Regions from separate parts of the Gasterosteus aculeatus genome. Here region 1 is linked to region 2. A link is a contact called in public Hi-C data. All regions are on one chromosome and are shown on one strand. Each heading gives the region's core, a stretch centred on a gene start, on an enhancer-like site or on the middle of the called end of the contact. The rest is flanking DNA. Distances are from core to core; before and after follow the strand shown.

Region 1 (3,164 bases), core at 194-2,693, 57 kb after region 2:
AGACCTCAGCAAGAAAGACCACAGGTACACAGCCGCCTGGGGCATAAAGCGTTAATGCTATACCAACAACGTTGACTCACCTAATATATTAAGAAAATAAATAAACGAGGAACTGAGGTTTCCTCTCTCTCAAGGGCAATTTATTTATCACAAATATCTCATTTATACACGTGCGTACGTTTAGAAAATCCTCGACATATTTCTCAATTCTTTGTGTGTGAAGGATGTTTATATAAACTGTCAACTTCAATATTCCCTTCAACTCACGCTATATCTTATTTCACAAGAAGACAGCATTTTTATTCTTCATTATACAAGCACGCTTTGCATGATAAATAGTAATATTTACTGTTCTCATGCAAATCTTGTCTAAACATTGTTCATTTTCCTTGTTCCAGTAATGAATCAAACGGACACCCTGTACCAGGGAATACATCTCTTTTATCCTCGCTTATGAATAAGGTAAGATCCATCCATCAAACACCTTTCATCCCAAGACAAATTAGCGGGACACGGTGGGGGTTGTTTTTTTTTTATTTTATGTTTCACCGCTAATAAGATGAGTTTGTATCATTTAAATTTACCAACCATTTTTCATACAGTGTAATTTTCACCGCACCTCTCACAAATTAATATAATGAAGCGGTAGCTGGGTGCAATGCCAGATATATAGAGATGTTTGTTTTTTGATGAGCTGTTTTGAACTTTATGCTTTTTCTTCCCCCGCCATGCTCTACAATCATTCATAGACTTAACTTTTTTATTAAAATGTCAAGTGAATAAAACAACAACAGGAAGGCGCTGCCCTGATTTTTAACAGGTCTAAATGTTAGCCAATGGAAATTTCAGCTATTTATTTAGTTGTCTTAATAATACATCTTGTCTTATTTATACAAATGTGCCAGGTGGTTTCCATCACATTGATGATGTAATAGGATCAGCCCGGCCCACCTTCCCGTCCCCTCCCCACACACATACAAGCGTTTTCTAGTTCCTTTCCTCAAAGCAGTCATTAAGCCCAGACAGTGAAGGGGCTTGTTGTCCAATGGCTCCTCGTGTCATGTCAGCTTTAGGGGGGTAGGAGGGAGGGGGGGGTTTCAAGCCACCACAGCACATAAAAGGGTTAACGGTGGCTCCCAGGAGACGCTTGGCACACACGTTTGGCCTGCACTCAAGCAAAAGCCTGCATGTTTGTAAATCTGGCAGTGCTTTTTTTTTCTTTTTTTCGCTTCGACAAAACATTTGCGTGTGTGTGTGTGTTAAAACTCCCACACTCTCACCAACATATGCAAGTGGCCCAGCTTCCGTATGTTCGGCGAACCGAGCAGCGGGTTGTTTATGTGCTATGTGTTTTGTAGATGTCACAGGTGAACCCTGCCCTGTTCAGCGCCATGAACCTGAAGACGGAGCTGGAGTCCGGCCAGGAAGGCAACACCTCGGAGGCGGCGCACTATCTGAACAGAGTGCTGAAGAGGCCTCTGCCAGAGAAATCCACTGAGATCTGGAGGACATACCTGCGCAGGTAAAACACACGGAGGAGGTTGCAACGAGTCGACTCACTTGTTCTCAATGGAATGTTAAAAAGTACTGAAAATAGATTTGCCAAGTTTCTGGGAAGGCAGTAAATGACAGTCTTTGTTATCCGTCCATGTTAAGGTTCGACACAGAGGACTTCTGTGAGGCTCAGTGCGACTTCCTACAGAAAGTCCACTTCCACTGCCTGGTAGAGGACTGTGGTGCACTCTTCAGCACTGTGGATGGAGCCATAAAGCACGCCAAGTGAGTGCTCCGCTGGTTCATCATCTGATTAGGAACCCTCTCCCCATTTTGGGCTTTCTTTCTTTACTGATCAACATGAAAATGAGCTCCCGTCTTGTTTCTCAGCTTCCACCTGCGTGCTACCTTGAAAGTGAAGTCGGAGCCTCAGTTCGGTGACTCCGGCGAGGGAGCCTCGCTGCAGCCCGCTGCCCCCGTCTCAATGGCCAACAACTCCTCCGTGGATGTGGCACACCTCACCTCCTCCGGTGGCTACAGCTCTCCTCCTCCCGCACTGCTGGCCTGGAAGCAGCTGACCGGCAGCATCCCCCAGATGCCGGCCTCCATGCCCAACCTGCCAGCCAACTCTCCTCTGGCCACCACCTCCCTGGAGAATGCTAAGCCTCAAGTCAAACCTGGTTTCCTGCAGTTTCAGGAAAAGTAAGAGAAACATGCATCTTCTTCCTATGCATTTAGAGTACAGTGTGTTTATTAGACCATGAACTGCATTTTCTTTTTTCTTTTCTCACAGTGATCCCTGTTTGGCTACTGACTGCAAGTACAATAACAAGTTCCACTTCCACTGCTTGTTTGGGAATTGCAAGTATGTGTGCAAGACGTCTGGCAAGGCCGAGTCCCACTGCCTGGACCACATCAACCCCAACAACAACCTGGTCAACGTCCGCGACCAGTTTTCCTACTACTCTCTCCAGTGTCTCTGTCCCAACCAGGTGAGTGAGGCTTGATAACTGGAGCCAGGAGCTGAATCACCTACTGTCATCTCCTGGAGGTTTCTAAGCATGAAGTATGCTATCTATTAGACCGGTATTTGAGGTTATTTGACTCAAGGCTTTCACAACCGCCGCTCGCCGTCTTCCATCTCTGCTGAAAAAGATAGTCGACTCACCCCAGTAATGCCTGTTTATATGTCAATGATGTCATTTTGACTGCCGCATTCTCCTCTCAGAAAAGGCCAATTTAGCTGATATTACCCAATAAATCATTGTCACTTGCACAGTAAACAAGGCTGTCTGGAATAGGGCAAAAATCAGGGGAATGCTTTGCAAATGAAACCTAAATGGCAGCCCCCGCCTGCTCTCATGAGCCCGTATTTGGAAAACCATTTAAATGAATTCATTAATGTGTCGAAAATCACCCCTCTCACAAAAAGTCCCCTCCTCCCTTCCCCTGCCCCTCATCCTCCGCCTTGTCCTACCGCCGCCTCCACCACTCAGTCTCCCTCTCCTGAACTGAGATGATCATATTTGGACCAGTCCTTTGGGATCTGGGCCTCTCAAGCAGATGGTGGTGTACAGACACGTTCTAAAGGAGGGGTTTTTGTGGGAAGCCCGAGGAAAAAGAACGAAAAAAAAACATCATCATCATCCTTAGAAATGTGTGATGTCTTT
Region 2 (2,987 bases), core at 20-2,519:
CTGTATATGCCATGTCATGTATTCTTGTGAGATTCAAGAGAAAAGCTCCCTTCACCTTTTTTCCCTCCCTGTCCCGATTTCCTAATCTTAAATATGAAATTATAATTTCATGCAAAGTAAGGGGGAAGAATAGTCTCTAGTCATTGACATGCTGTATAAGAGAGGAAAAGGGGAAAATGAAGAGGTAATTAGCAGGGTGGAAGACTTTGTCGCATTTGTCTGAAAGCACGGTCTCCACTGGCCATGAATGAATTTGCATGCTTAGTTTATCGAAGCGCACTTATTAGGCCAGCTGAAAGAGAGATTAAGCCAGCACAAAATGTGGTGACTAATCCTTTTAAATGTGGCGGAGGGTCTATAAGGTGTGAACCGTTACGCGCGTAGGTTCGTCGGTATGGAATACTTTCACACAGCTGAATGTGTGGAAGAAGAAGCAGCAGCAGCAGATGCAGGGTTAACTATTTAATGACAAGGACAGTGATTGACACAGGTAATAAATTGATAGTTTATCAGAGACACTTTTATCTCTCTAGAACAAATACAGCAGGTGGGGTCAGCCTGGGTACAATGATGGAAACACTTTGTGTGGTCCAACATCTGTTTTTTTTTATAATTCATCAATACCTTGGTTAGTTTAGTTAATCATACATGTAAGGTCAAAGGCGGGACGGTGTTGAGCTAAATCCGTTGTCTCACTCTACTGCTGCTTTTTTTTTTCATTCATTTTTTATCATTGAGCACATCTCTTAAGTTTCAATACTCTACCAGCTTTGCTTTGACGGGATTAAGGTGCTTGTCGTACCGACTGTGGCTTTCATTTTGATCCGAAAGAAGAAAAGAAAAAATCTGTACAAACAAACAGAAGCAATTTTTTCTGTCAACCATCTCCGTGTGCAGGAAAATGTTTGCTCTGCCGGGTTACGGAGCCAACACCCCGTCCCCGTCCCCGTCCCCGTCCGTAATTGACTGCAAACAGGAACGTAGTGACTTTTAAACACTGTCCTCCTCTTTCTCCTGTGTGTCACACACATAGACACACACACACACACAGGCAGACACGCACCCCGGCCCCCCTCAGCCTCAGGTCCCCCCTATTCCGCCGTGTGTTTTTTCATGTGACATTCTATTGACTTGGGTCAGTAGCAGGCAGCACCGGCAATAATTACTGCCCGTACACGATGAATCTGAAGCCCAGCTGTTCACTTCTGTCACTGCCAACGGAGACAGAGAGAGAGAGAGAGAGAGAGAGAGAGAGAGAGGCAAAGCCCAGTTTGCTGGATTCCTTTCTTTTTTTTCTTTTTTTTTACTTGGTAACTTGATAGGATTACATGGTTCCAGAGCCCACACCTGTTAAGAGGCTGTTAGCAGAACAGTTGGCCGTCCCATATCCACAGCTTAGCCTTTTTCTCCTCTTGTCGCTGTCCATTCCGTATCCCCTTTTTAGGATTTCACCCCCGCGTGCATGACGAGAGTTCGCGTCTCACCGGGCTCCTGCCTCAGCCGGGGGTGAGGGGCTGGTTTTGGGGGAGGGGGGAGGGGGGAGTGCGCCCCTTGAGACACGTGAGCACGTATGTGTTTGATGTTTGGGAGCGTAGCCTTAGCGCCTGTGTGCGGGAGGCCCGGGCCCTGACGTCTCTCTTTCCCTCCCTCTCCTGAGACACGTGGGCCATCAGTTGCACTTCCCTCGCCGAACTCAGTCACACCGGAGCCGCCCCCCCCCTCGAACAACGTGTATTTGAGTAACACAACAGCGAAGAAAGAATGAATTCAATTCGGTTTTGTTTTCCACCAGGGTGGAGGGCAGGTGTTGGCAAGGTCATAAAATCTCCAAATACAGGTTATACCAGACGATTTCAATGATTAAGGGTTAGGTTGAGACGTTTCTGCATATTTCAGGAGTGCCAAAGCCCTGTTGTCTATTAGAAATACTTTTGGAAGGAGTGGAGAAATGAGTAATGCATCAAATGTGTTGCCTGTTTTCTCTTGTTCGGCTGATAATGAAGTGAAAAACGGCCCTGGCATGAAGTCTGAACACCGTGAAAAACTGTGCAGGAGATGACAGTTGACAGAGTCAGAAAATACACAATACAGAAGGTTGTTTAGTGCCTTGGTGCAACGTCTCGCGCTGCCTTATTTGGCATTCAGCAGCAACCCGGCTCTTTGGCTTCGTCACTTTCGATGGACTCTCAGCACCTGTTCCCCCTATTGTGCCGGAATTTTCTATATTTGGCCAAGTCGAAACCCTCTCAATTGCTGCGTGTGACATTAGTATTTGGAAATGAACTGGGCATTCTGCTTTCTTAGTCGAGAGACAATATTAGAAAACATGATTCGACTTGGGAGAACTAGGAAACATTCCTCTCCGAGGCATCGAAATGTTATGTCGTCCCTGGCATGTTATTGACACGTTGCATTGCCGTGCAATTTCTCTTCCTCCTGAAGCACAGGAGAAATAAAAAAGAGCAAAGTTAATAGATATCTCAGGCTAACTTTTTAATTGTTCTGATACGTAATCGCTAAATGACAATAAAAAAAGGAGCAGGGCCACTTTAAAAGCTTTATCTCTCCTGCTCTGTGCCCAAAGTGTCATGTCCATAACAGCACCAGCTGATCTACAGAGTAAAATAACCGCTAAGGCTTATTGTTTGGACAATATTGGAGCCCCCCCCCCCCCCCCCCCCCCCAAATCTCCACCCCCCCCCACCCCCTGCCTCCTGCTCCCCCCGCTGCTTCTCTCCCCTCTCCCTTGATTCATTTCACCCACTGTCCTCGCCTGCTGGAAAATGGCGTTAATTTTTTTATTACCTGTTTGACTCTCCAGCCTTATTACTGTAGCCCCTTAATGTTCTCTGTAACCGTGGAAACCAGATGAATAAATGTCCGCCAAAGAAAATGAGATGATTAAACAGGTCACCCTTGCAAAACAAATTCGCTTGGTCGAGCGCAATTTGTGTACCAAGCGGCTGTCTTAACAGTTTGCTAACAAG

Evidence for each region. Hi-C and Micro-C count contacts between places; a contact is called where the count stands out from the background.
Region 1: a contact with region 2 is called in a Hi-C map of tail fin, with 1.5 times the contacts expected there. The contact joins two enhancer-like sites. A contact is called at or near these places in 2 of 6 Hi-C or Micro-C datasets (skeletal muscle and tail fin).

The regions. Positions count from the first base shown.
Region 1 is chr2:12,772,343-12,775,506 of fGasAcu3.hap1.1, forward strand. casz1 (castor zinc finger 1) reads left to right here. Exons shown (of 22, transcript XM_078083529.1): 12 at 1-24; 13 at 399-462; 14 at 1,359-1,522; 15 at 1,657-1,779; 16 at 1,885-2,196; 17 at 2,288-2,486. Among protein-coding and RNA genes, the nearest start is that of pex14, 62 kb to the right of the region's middle. Within about 2 kb of position 1,444, at least 3 of the 9 cell types and tissues checked have open chromatin away from gene starts, as enhancers often do.
Region 2 is chr2:12,715,047-12,718,033 of fGasAcu3.hap1.1, forward strand. All of the region lies in intron 4 of casz1 (castor zinc finger 1), which reads left to right. Among protein-coding and RNA genes, the nearest start is that of LOC144384509, 5.5 kb to the left of the region's middle. Within about 2 kb of position 1,270, at least 4 of the 9 cell types and tissues checked have open chromatin away from gene starts, as enhancers often do.